2 separate regions of the Gasterosteus aculeatus genome follow, and region 2 is linked to region 1. A link is a contact called in public Hi-C data. All regions are on one chromosome and are shown on one strand. Each heading gives the region's core, a stretch centred on a gene start, on an enhancer-like site or on the middle of the called end of the contact. The rest is flanking DNA. Distances are from core to core; before and after follow the strand shown. Region 1 has its middle 150 kb from the start of LOC144410421. Region 2 holds the start of efnb3b (ephrin-B3b).

What was found. Hi-C and Micro-C count contacts between places; a contact is called where the count stands out from the background.
Region 2: a contact with region 1 is called in a Hi-C map of whole body, with 9 times the contacts expected there. The contact joins the promoter of efnb3b here to the enhancer-like site in region 1. A contact is called at or near these places in 4 of 6 Hi-C or Micro-C datasets (skeletal muscle, tail fin and whole body).

What each region holds. Positions count from the first base shown.
Region 1 is chr7:9,577,299-9,583,960 of fGasAcu3.hap1.1, forward strand. No RefSeq gene overlaps it. Among protein-coding and RNA genes, the nearest start is that of LOC144410421, 150 kb to the left of the region's middle. Within about 2 kb of position 5,008, at least 5 of the 9 cell types and tissues checked have open chromatin away from gene starts, as enhancers often do.
Region 2 is chr7:9,741,536-9,748,106 of fGasAcu3.hap1.1, forward strand. It overlaps efnb3b (ephrin-B3b), which reads right to left and starts at 5,035. Exons shown (of 5, transcript XM_040181656.2): 1 at 3,477-5,035. The coding sequence starts at 3,625.

The sequences.
Region 1 (6,662 bases), core at 3,758-6,257:
TAAGACAATACATAAAATATGAAAATCGCTTTAAATAAATCATGAAGCCCGTGGTGATAAAGAGGAGAGAAGCAGATTGGACCTTACAGATGTGCAAACCGTTTCAGGACTAAAAAATGCTTTTTGCTGCATTTGTTTGCTGGCAGGAGGAGAGCGGCGACAGGCTTTTCTTTTCGTCCTTTTTCTTTTTTACCTACTCGGCGCATCGTCTTCACTTTGGTGTATTTCTTCCACAAAAAGGTGCGGCGTTCTGCGCCATCCTCGCTGAACTCTCCCTCCCACAGAGCTGGTCGAACACAGAGCATAGCGACCCGCGTTCAATGGCCGACGCGGAGGGACCACGAGAAGATGCGGAAGGATGAGTTAAAGACTGGCCGGGTTCATGAAAAACACGCAGACCTCGTACACGGGGGCGCCCACCCGCACAGCGAACGCTCTACCGCCCATTAAAAAGTATCCACTCCTCTGAGTGCTGCGCTGAGGCAGTTATGAGGCCCATTCACTGTCCACACCTTCCCACTTGGCCCCACTAACCCCCTGACAGCTGTCATTTCAAGAGGGGCTGAGAGTCTTGTAATAACCTCGCCACACGCTGACAAAGCCGCCGGCCCCGTCCGTTGTGCAGGGGACGCTGGCTGAGGCGAGGAGGTCGACACATTATGACTTGTACTCGTGTCACTCTTTGTTGGATGAGTGTTGCGCCGGGAATTAACAGGAATTTTCATTTCGTATCGATCCCCAAGCGATACAAAGAGGTGCAAGGAGGCTAACGACGTGAAATTTCTCATCTGCCCTGATGAGAGTGCAGAGACCAACTGATCGACTTTATTGTCAAATAATTGCATTGGACAAAGTGTGCGGGCCGTTCTGTTCTCTCTCCATAATTGATCAGTCGTTGGAGGTCGACCTCTTCAGGGTCACGAGTCAACAAAGGAGGCTAGTCAATGAGGTTACGAAACACGCGAATGCTCGCCCAGGCCGGGTCAAAGTTAGCTCCACTTAACCCGTTAGTTAGCTCGGGTTAGTGTGTGACCACCAGGTCCAAACTAGCGTGGCCACAAACGCTCGGCTGCTGCGCCCAACCTGGCGCGGGCCAACGGCAAATGGGAACATTGGGGTTTGAATTCACGTGGGACACCACAGGAAAGCTACAAAATAACACGAAAGTGTTAAATAACAGCAATGAAAAATAAAATGTCAGAAAATATATATATTTTTTCAAACTGTTGTTTAGCCCCAGACAATTCAAAATACTCCATTTTAAAGGACATAAAACAGTAGATTGGAGTAAAGAGCTTAACCTCTCTAATGCCAATCCTTGCCAGCCTGCGGTGGACTCCAACATCGAACAGGTCCCAGCGGAGCGGCAGTGCCTTTCTCCCCTCCTGGCGAGCGCCCGCCATTCGCGCCGCTTCCCGGAACGATCCGAGGGGTGAAATACGATCGCGCTGGAATTCAAAAACAACCGGCTGGGGATCACCTGAAGTGGCAGCCGCGTTGTAGAAACAACGTCACGACGAGGAGCCACTCGCTGCGTAGCATTGTGCACACGCGCGTGTTCAAGTGGTATCCAGGAAGTCGTCTTTTTTATGACACCAAAGCCGGTGGATCGTCCGGGACCAGAATCCATTAAAATCCATCGACAATAAACAGTCAATCAAATTGTTCTGCTTCTGTCTCCAGTGTTTGTCTAAAACAGGAACAAAGCCTGAATTAATTAACTATAGCGTGGACTGCAACTCCCAAGGAACGGCCTCCGTTCTGTCAATCTCTTTCGCTCTTTTCTCTACTTTTTCGCAGTTTTCACGCTTTTCTTTCTTTGCTCCTTCGCCCGCATCCCACACAGACATCGCTCCTCTGCTGCCCTCCTCTTCTCTCCCTTATGAACATGTCCTGCTACTAATTGCCCCTGACCTTCCCTTTTCTTTAAACGCGGTGTACAGCCCAGGGAAGGAGGCCCAGCAAAGAGGCTTTTCATAATTCTCCCCTTCAATAATTAACTAAAGGGAAGCAAAGGGAAACAAACACACGCGGGCGAGGAAGCAGATGCCTGTTCAGTGCCATCAGAAATTCCAGGACCATCTCTAAAAACACAATTGCCCAAGGAGCGTGAAATCAAAGACACATAAAAAAAAGAGAAACAACCGTCTTGGGGCAGCTAGTACAAGCAAGAAGTAAACTATCAACCACCAGTGAATTATGTATCAAAACGGAAAGAAGCCAATTTTACCTAATGTAATTTGTGTTCTGCAATCTGCTGTGTAATCTAATTTGTGCATTTCCTCCATAAAATTAATGAAGCGACCAACGAGGATCGGTTCAGGGAAAAAACTAATTCCGTAATGAAGTCAAAACATCAAACAAAGAAAAATTAATTAAATTGCTTATCAATGTATATAAGTCTGTCAGGAAATGTTATTTTCAAAGAGCCGTCTATCTGTTGGCACAATGTTTTCACTTCAGCCGTCTTTGCATCCAATAAAAAGAATACCTGCAGGAGGAAACAGAGGGACGAGAGGCAGATGGAGGAGGATAAGGATGTGAACGGGAGACATGTGGGAGGGGGAGGAGACGGGGGTAGATTAGACGCGGGATAAAACGATAAGACAAAAGCACCCAAAAACAGGGACAAACGGAGGGATATATTTAACACATCATCATCTTTTGTGGAGACAAAACAAAAGTGAGGAGGCGCGCGGATGCCGGCAGTGCTACATGGTAGATTACATTCTTGAAAACCGTCAATGAAAATGGGAAATAAGCTGTTTGCCATTTCTTGTCACGACGAGCTAAAATCTATCGGTCCTGAGTCTGAAAAGTTACAATATACCAACTCTTAAATTGGACTTTTTACAAAAGGTAACTTCAGATAAAATCTTTTAAACTGACTGCAATGGTGCCAAAACATCAACATGCCCCCCCCCTGCGGCCCGTCACAAAGAGCTGATGTGAGTCAGGCTGTGGCGCCGCAGTCCTGGAGCGCTCCAAGCACAGATGTTAGGCACGACACTGAGGGAGAGAGTCTGGACACTTGTTACTCAATTATTTAAGATGACACATCATCCCCCCCGATGGAAGATGAATATGCTCTCAGTGATCGACCCTGGAATCATCCTTTATCTGCTGTGCTCACCAGCTGGAGTCCACCGCATGCGCGCACGCGTGCTGGCACGCACACACGCGCTGCAGCGGGCATATTGGCGAGTATGGCCTCCCGCTACGTGTTTATGCCATATCAATATTCTATGACTTCTCAGCCAATGCAGCAAACAACATCGATACGCCGCACTCGGTCCAGCGCCGGCTGGCGTCTCACGTCTCCACGCCCGGGTCTATGAGGGCAATACCCAGCTGGCTGTCAGCTGCATCATCTAGCATCACGGTGGGGACAGTTTGAGACCAAAGGCCGAGGAGTAGATGAATGTTGACGTTGAGCAGCATCAGAGCTCCAGCCAAGGCCTTTACTTCAACCCACTGAAGAAGCAGCCTCCAGCGCCCCCGAGCCCGGCCTGGACCCGGCCGTGGAGCTGCTTCAGGTGCAGGACAAAGCTGGTTCTGTTGGCCGGGGTGGAGCACTTCAACGCCCCGGAAAGGAGCTCCGCGGCTCGGGCGCCGTCCTTGGCTGGGGACGGGGTCTTGAGGAGGTCTAGAGGAGTTGGCTGGAAATGGTGCCAGCACGATCACCGGCCAACGCTCGGAGCGAGGAGGCCAGAAGCACGGGGTTGGCGGAGCTGGAAGCGGAGCGGAGGGCCCGGTTCAGGTGCAAGACCGAGAGACCAGCTGGGGTCACCCAGAGGAGGGGGCGGCGGGACCAGAAGGCCTGGCATTGAAATCAGGATGTAGACAGGAAGCCTGGGCTGCATGGAGGCAGTAAGTCAAATAAATGGTGTCTGACAATGAGAAGCCTGCGTTCCTCTCATTTATAATACTAATAAAGCTCTATTCATTACACACACTGACTGATTTCAAACAGTGTACCAAGGGTTCCCTCTAAAACCAGCACTACGTATGCAAACAGCAGCCCTCCTCCTCTTACAGGGCCACAGCTGTAAACGTGATTTAGTAAATTCCTCCCCACTCTGCAACATTATTCCACCCGGTGCTGGAAAACCAGTGTGTGACACTTGACTGTTTTTTAAAAGGAGCTTTTTTTTATTGTGTTTTTAGTGAGTGTGTTTCTCCATCTTCCAATCCCTACAAAGCACCCAGGGGCTCTTCTTTGAGAGACTTTTCCGAGGCGCTGACAAGAGGAGTGACGGGAAGCGGCTGTCTGCTTCGACCCGCTCTGTTATGATTCCCCGGGACCTCCGGGCGCAAAAGGCAAAGACGGGAAATGAACTTGGTTCAAGTTTACCGTTTAATTCATTCAAGTGCGCCCCTCTCATTTCGTCTTTGTCCACAGGAAGCGGCGCCGGGGTTCAGACCTGGTAGCTCGCAGCACCGGGGAGAAGAAACTTCCAGGAGTCGGAGCGGCTTGTGACAAATGAAGGAATGTTGAGAGGGAGTTGTGCGGTTTAAAAGTGTCGTACTGTGAAAAAGTCTCCTTCTGTTTTCCCAGCTGAATGCAACGGGACCTCATTTTACTGCTGTTATGATACATATTCCAGCTAAACTATCTTTATTTATGTATAATCCATGAGCGAAGCTAACCACTGGAGAACATCTACGCATATGTCCCCCAGAGACAGTTGTATCTGTATCCTACTTGGTTATGCAGCCATCATGCTTTATGCTTTACGAAACCATAATTAAATATGTTCCCTTGGAGTTTGCCATGGTTTATGTGCATGCCATGTTGGGCCTGCTAGAGTTTCTAAAAAATAAATCCAGCAGTTGCAGTAAATGGGGCATTTCTCCATACATTAAAGAAGAGGGCTTTGTGTCTTCCCCTGGATAATAAACCCCCCTTGTTCTTTGGCTCGCATGGTGGTTGTAGTTCCCAAAGCCACTCAAGCGGGGGCGCTAATGGTCTTCTCATTGCCTCGGCTCAGTGACCCTGTGGGAGGCGGCACCATGTGGGCCAGGGCCCCGCGAACCTGACACCAAACCGCCCCCCCCAGTCCCAACGGAGAGGGTGAGGACCACAGAGACAGCAGGCAAATGCTTTACTACATTTTAGTAAAAACCCATTACCTTTTCAAACGGGTTTCAGCAGTTTAATGTTTTAAATAGTTCACCTTTTAAATTCATTTCTTTCTTGGTTTTAGTTCGTTGAAATGAAACATGCCCCCACGTTACTCCCAGTGCGCCCCGACACCTGCACCTCACTTTGTTGTAGCCTGCTAATGTAGTCTACTGCCAAGGAAAAGTAGGGCAGACCATGCAGGCCTGTAACACGCCCGACCCCTCCGAATGTCCTCATTCTACTCCTCCCCCCCGCCCCCCTCCAGCAGGACAAGAAGTGCCGGTCCGATACCTCGTAACACACTGCTTGGGGACAAGGATTATTGCCCTAATTGAAGAATGGAAAATGGTCATATAGGGTCTTAATCAATAAAAGTAGATATGGACTACGGAGGCTGGAGAAGGATCAAAGAGGGATATGGAGGAAGATAACTGCTGGAGACCACCGATGCTCAGCAATCAGGCCGAACATGACAGCTTGTAGACCCAACCAATTATTTACCCCAGCCAAATCAATAGAGCGCTCTCCGAAAGATAACCATCAGCTGCACTATCTGGAACCTATTCACAGCGAGCACAAACACGCACCGAGCGCTCTGCTCGCCGCCACTCTCGCTCTGCGTCACTTTTGCAGAGGCACAAACACGCACACACACCAAGACACACACACACACACACATTTCCCTCAGAGACTCTTTGTTATCAGACGTCCTTGAAAATAAAGCGCAAATGATGTAGGCTAATTATTGGACATCTACACTGAGAAGAGAAAACGGCACACATCAAGCTGTGTGCTGTGAGCGGCAAACGCCACAAGGAACACACACACAGACACACACTGTACATTGAAGCTACTGTGCTGTATGTGTGTGCATGTTGAGTGGACGAGTGCACGTGTGCAATGTCAGAGGTCCCCCCCCCCCCCCCGTCCTCCTCACGCAGCACCACATCACAGTCGCCGGTAATGAGCAGAGACACGTATCACAGTTCAGGTAATTCACTTGCGCAGCAGTTAAACGAGTCCCCGGGGGGACTGGTGGGGGAACCGGTCGCGGTGAACATGTTGAACGGTGCCAAAATCTCAGGCACATCTGCTGTTCATCTCGAATGTTTCCAATAAGCTGTAAATGTTTCCTGAAGCCCTGTGAAAGTGTCCTGCGCTGCCAAGACGGAAGGGGGTCGGCGTTTGATTTTATTTACGTGTTGAAATACGTGGTCTTTCGCCCTTTTTTACCCCCATTAGAGAAAACCTCTGCAGAGAAATGCAGAGAAGGAGCGAGTACACAGCACACGGCTAGGAAGGCCAACGCGTGTCTTTCTATCCGCTCGGTGAGTCAGGCAGAGAAGCAAATGCCAAGCAGCCACTAAAGTACACAGCTGCTTCGAGCAAGTGTTGACAACTATCTTTATAGGAATTAAACATTGCTCCTGAACCCGCCCGGAGTAACCGCCACACACCTGTGACTCACATCGCTCAGGCTCCCATTGCACGCCATTAAATCAACATGTCCGCCTTTTGACACATCACACACAAACTC
Region 2 (6,571 bases), core at 3,785-6,284, 160 kb after region 1:
TCATTTCGCCTAAGGATGCGTGTAGGCTTACCAAGCTCCCGCTTACTTATCCACACAGCCCAGAAAAGCCTCGGCGCTTGAATGCATTATTCATGACGGGGGAAAACCTGCGGGTGGAGTCTACCGGGTGGGGTGGGGTTGGGGTGGGGGTGAAGCCAGGCGTGGGGTTCCAAACATACAAACAATCAATAAATGTGTGGAATGCTGCTCCTTTGATACGACACCCTGTTTGACCTACTAACACTCATTCCACTCGCAGGCCCAGAAAGCCCCCCCCCCGCCCCCCCGCCAACAAGATTCACACTGATTTCTTTTGTTTTTGACGAGTCTTTTGTACTGATTTCATTCTCTTTTTTTTTTCTTTTTTTTGTAGTTGAAACACTTAGCCCAGTTAGCTCGTCTTTTATCCGGCGCCAATTAGCCGGCGATTAATGAATTATTGAGAAACGGGAATGGGGGGGGGGGGATTAAATATTAATTTGGATCTTAGGGGGGAATGGTTGTATTACAAGTCACCACGAGCGGCGAGCCGCAGCGCCCCCCCCCCCCCCCCCCCCCCTCGGCAGCCGTTTACAATAATCTACAGCCCTTTGCTGAAGCAGAGGAAGAAGCTGTGAGAGCGGAATCAGAACAGACACCGGCATCAAACCCGCTTAAGGCCCGACGCCATATGCTGTAATCACACCAGTGTCCAAAGCCAAAGAAGCACTTCTTGCATTCTTTTTATCTGTGTGTGTGTGTGTGTGTGTGTGTGTGTGTGTCCACCACTAGTCTGACCTCTTTGATCCCCGTGTGTGTGTGTGTGTGTGTTGGCAGTGATGTAAGATTCGATCTTTCATTAGGGCGGCCGTGTAAGGCCGATAATAGGAGATGCTGAGGATAAGGGTAATGTACGTCTCCGGTGGGTTGGGTGGGGGTTTGGGGGGGGGGGGTTTGGGTGGGGTCTTCCCAAGGTGATCCCTTCTGGTTCAGTTCTCTCTTCCTCGAGCAGAAGCTGTAATCGGCACTTGGGATTAAACTGGCATTGATTTACTTCTGGTCGGGGACGGCCTCTGCTCTCTGCCCGTGGCCCTCACACGCCTCCCTGCACACCACTCGCGTCTTTCTCGGGCGGCCGTAGTAATTCCGACGGACGCAGCGGTCAATAAAAAGGGTGGATGCGGCCGTGAGCATTTTGATACTTACTTATTTCACAGACACTTCCGTCAGCCCGCTCGTTGTATTGGATTGTTTTTTAGTGTGTATTCAAGGGGTTATTAGTGGGGGGGCACGAGTCCGAGGCAAGCGGCGCCTCCTTCTCCCCCTTCACCTCTGTCACTCCTAGCGCGTCTTTGACTCCGTCAGCGGCGCTATAATTAGTCGCTGGATGTGACACATGTTTCCAATTTGCTACGTCTGGCCACTGCCCCGGAGGGTGGGTGGAGTGACGGAGCGAGGTGGAGATAGAGACAGACGGAAAGTGACAGGGGTGAGAGGAGGAAGAGGAAGAAGAAAAAGAAAAAAAGGAAGGGGCGCGGGGGGGGGGGGGGGCAGAGGAGGCCGTTGGGACCAGAGGCATCACGAGGAGGAGGAATAATAAGGGAGAGGGTGAAAGGCGGAGGCGCTCGGAGAATGCTCGCGGAAGCGGAAAGGAGGACGGGAGGTGGAGGGAGGCTGCAGGTGGACGGTCTGAGCTTCAAAGCACAGCAACCGGCCGAGGTCGACAGGTTAACAACGTGACGGCCCATTTGCTACGCGGACGGGACGCGAACCGTGCACTCCTGCACCTCGCTGATACAGACGGCTGCTCCGGCATCGCCCCGCACCGACAATGCTGGGCAACGCGTGTGCGGTGGGGGGGTGGGGGAGGGTGGGGGGTGCGGGGGGGCTCGGGACTCTCTCCCTGGAAGAAGCAGCACGCCATTTGGTCTAAGCAGTGGCCTCACAACATATTTCAGCCCAGGGCCAAAACCTATTTTGCCCGCGGGCAAGCTGAAAGTAAAGTAGTGTACCGCTCTCGACACGTGGGGGCCGAGGAGAAACAAGTACATGGAAATGCGTTAAAAAAAAAAAACGGAAAATAAACTACTGGAGGAATGACTAAGCTGATTAACTATGAATAGTAAGCCTCACGAATAAGCCCCAAAGTATACAATAGGCTTTGTATTTTGAATATACGAGCGAGCAAATCTGTGGGAACGACTACGGAGTCGGCCCGTCGGAGCCACCGCCCCTCTAATTGCCAGCGAGGCCCGACACCCACCCGACACCCACCCGACACCAAACTCCATTAGGACACAATAGCGCGGAATCACCTGTGAGGCCTGAAAAGCCCGAGCTGCTGGCTTCTCGCTGAGAACCGCCCTCGCGTGTCCAACTCTACTCCCTGTCGGGTGAATCCACCCACTGCTGACAAAAAAAAAAAAAAAGCCCTCATTAAGGGCTTCATGGCTGGCTCCACAGCAGGGGGGGGGGGGGGGGGGGGGGGCACGCACAGTCACATCTGTGGAGAAACCGGGCAGGCCATGGCCTCCAGCACGTTAAAACCTGTTAGACTCTTTAAAAGAAAAAGCCCCCTGGCGTGGGTGTGAGCTGAGAACGGCACGGTTTGGTGGAGTTCCACATCAGTGAGCCTCAATCTGCTTTTGTAGCTTCTTTTTGTGTCATTATGAGGTGAGTCATGCAGGCAAAACGTCGAAGAAACGGGAGCGGGGACGGCGGTGCCTCAAGGCTGATGGTTTGGTGGACTTCATGAAGCATTTATTAAGATGAGGAATATAATGATGATGATGATGTATAAATATACATGTATAGTAGAATATGTCAAAGGTCTGAAAATGAAGCCTGGTGTCTCTGAATTCCGCACACAGAGGCCGCCTTGTTACCCCCCCCCCCCCCCCCCCCCCCCCCCCTCTTGCCGCCGGGCGTCTACTCAAACACTGGGAAATTAGCAGAGGTGTTAGGAAAGTGGTGTCGGTCGTTAAGGCCGGACAGGCCGGGAGGTGTTTTTAAGACATTTCCTCCGCTAATGCCCGACACCTTGTCCCGAGGACAGAAAGAAAGAGACCCAAACCAGCGAGGGCCGAGCCGGTGTTTGAGAGGCCTGCGGGGGCCGCGGGGGGCCCCTGGACCTCCTGTATATCAAGGTCACCCAGGAGCACCAATTAGAGCATCTCACACACACACACACACACACACACACACACACACAGTACAGGAGAGCTGCAGCTGGATCCACCGCTGTAATCCGCGCCGAGGAGACAAATGACCGGAGCCGCGCGAGGTGCGCACACGTCGGGTGCGCGCAAACCCGCGCGGATCGATGGCAAACCAGCGCAGTGAAACAGCGGTGAACCGCTGACCTCGTGCAACTTCGCGCAACGCTCCGTTAAGTGAAGTTGCCCGCGTCGGCTCCTCCGCACGGGTCGCTGATCGCCGTCGCGTCGGTCGCGCAAATATCGAGGCGGTGAATCGACAGAGTCGAACAAGAAACTCACCGCTCGTTCAGAGAATTCCAGTAGATCGGCTCCATATTGCTGGCCGTCGTCGCCAGTAAATCCAGTAAGAATATCAGAAGGAGCCCCATTCCATTGGCACTTCCTCGACACGCCATTTCAACCCTGAAGCCCAGCACAAGCAGCCCCATTCAAAGGAAGCGGGCCAATCGTTTTAGTTTTGTTGTTGTTGTTGTTGTTGTTGCTTTAGATGCGTGTGGAGAGAGGAGATTAGTCGAAACAATGGAGGCGAGACTGCAGCCGAGCCGGCTTGTATAGACAGTCAAAGTGTGAAGCGTACAACCTCAGGGGATCCGGATCAGGTGGACCGGATCAGACCTACTGGATAATTTAAAAAATAAATAAACTGGAAATGTGCTGGAGAAACTTGCTCAATCCGCGCGTCTGGATGTCCACAAACCAACGAGAGTTGTGCGCGTCCACGGTGGGTTTTCTACTATTTCAGCGGCGATCCCACGACTTTCCACCTCAATTCGGTCGTTAGTCCTCCTTTTTCTCTTCTCCTCCTTCTCCTGCACTCAACCACAACTCCGCCGAATGGACTTTTCGGACGTCAGTCTATTCGCGGAGCCTCTCGGTGCGCCCTGGTTGTCTCCCCGCGAACAATGTTCCCTTGTTGTCCGTGGCGACTCTGTGGGATTTCTCTCCCATTACCTTTTTGTTTTCGTTTATTGTTGAAATAACACTCCCGACATGTCGGGCCGGACCGAGGAGAAACGTGCTCCGTGAGGGGGAGGCTGGCGGAGGGGGGGACGCGGTTAAAAAGGAGAAGATGTCACGCGTGTCCTCGGCTCCATCCTCGTGAGGACATGTTGATGGTGGTTTAGTCAACGCGCAGCGCGGTCCTCGTTCCCGTCTCTGCGCGGGGGTGGAAAGGTTCAACGCCGGTGGTAAATCCGCAAATTCCTTCAGCGACGGATTCGATGATGGAGAAAAAAAAATCAAGATCCCAAATGAGGAGAAGTGCAGGAATCAATTCAAAACCAGCAAACTGGCAGAAACAAACCAAAGAACTATAAAAGCATCTCCGCTCTCGCAGTCTGGAGAAGAAAAAAAGAGGCCGACGTGAAACTTGTGTAGTGATTTTTCTTTTTTTTTCTTTCTTTCTTTGACAAAAAAAAAAAAACGAAGGAAAAAATCAGTCGCGAGTCGTGCTCATCGGTGCCCGGTTTGGATTTGGACGCATATCAGATGTGGCGCATCATCTGGAGCCGGAGGAAAGCGCTTCTCGCGGTTATCTCATCCGTCTCTCCGCTCCACAATCCCACTGCTTCGACTTGCCCGACTGCTCGCCGCACATTGACAGACCGACTGGCTGGTTTGAGAGGGGGAGGAGGGGGAGGAGGAGGAGAGTAAAGAGGACGTGCGTGAGTGTGTGGGGGGGGAAGAAAATCCCATCCTCCGACCGGCAGGCAGGGCGCACTGACGGGGCGCAATTCTTCCAGTTTTTTTTTTTTTGTTGGGGGGGGGGGGTGTGTATCGAGTCACTCTCAGCGCATCCTTGCTGCTCCTTCTCTATGGGTTTCACCCCCACCCAACACACACCCATTGGACCTTTGGACTCCCTGGCGCGCTATTCTGCATCCTTTCAAAAGTGACCCCCCCCCCATCACACAACGCCGTGGTGGAAGAACAACAGCGCCACCTCCGCATGCAACGGGCATCACATGCGGCTCTGCAACAGGGTTGTATTGATGGGATCCACCTGGCCTTTTATGTAAGGATATTACACAAATGTCTCCCTGAGGCCATATTTTTACTTTTACTAAAGATAGAGCCGCAGCTCATAATGACGACATTTAAACACGGGATCTTTGGAACAGACGTGCTTCCTTGACAGGAGTGAATACACGCGTGATCAGTGGACTGGACTCACTTCATAAGTCTGTCGCCCAGTCTAAACAAAAGAAAACACCTCTCTCTCTGTGTGGGATGATGCCTCCCCCCTCCCCCATTCTCTCCCACGCTGCCCTCCTGTTGACAGCAGGGGAAGTGATCCAGCATCCAGCAGAACTGCTTCTAAGTGATCCGTTCAGTTGATGCAGCACAGGACGAGCCGGGAAACAGGCCCCGCTTAGGGCCACACACACACACACACACACACACACACACACACACACTCCAGTCTGTTTACACTGTGGAAAGAACACTGCTACAGATTCACTTTCACACTGTCACACACGCACAGTTACATGTATGTGATGGGACACGTGGGCCTGTTAAAGCTGGGACTGCACTGCCCCCATGTGGTGGGAACAGTGCAGGACATCCTACAGTTTAACCTGCTCTCTACCAAATCCCCCCTTCATGATTGTACTGCTTTCCACAGCTGCACCCGAGAACAAACACGTCATATTACAAAGACATTTTATGAGGAATGGAGATGTAAAGTTAAATGTTAATTTTATTTATGTATTTATTTAACTTTATTCCTTTATTTTAAACTAAACCATAGCCCTATAATACCAACTCATACCATTATTTTGTATTTTATTCCTCGTGCACTGTTGTCTTGTCGTCCATTGTCGTACTATTTGCTGTTACGCACCAACCGCCAAGTCAAATTCCTTGTTTATCTGACGTATTATGGCAATACATGTTTCCTTATTCCTGAATCCTGAGGAACAACTTAACTACGACTCAGCCTATAAACACTTATTTTTATGCTCTGAATGTAATTATGTCAACAGGGTTAAGATGTCTCTGTATTTGAGTGCATTAATCGTAGTAGGGGTTTAAAATAAGTGGGTATTTAGGAGCTTATTGATCCAGTGTGTGAAAAGTCCACCAGTCCCGTAGCTGCAGTACAGCACAGATCCAGACACCTACACCCAGAGACAAACCAAGAGGAGAATATGCCTTTAAGGCTTTTCATGGGAAACGTTTCACTTATAAGAGAGAGAGGGATGAAAGATTTCCCCCCTGTTGTTTTCACACAGTCAGGGAGAGAAAGCAAAGTGAGTCAGAGACAATATGGAGACGCGGAGGGGGGGGGCAAAAGCAATAGAAAACTCAGGTCCCCATTGACCGCAGACCTGAAGCTGTCAGGGTTTTAGCGTGTTTCTCAAGGGAACCTC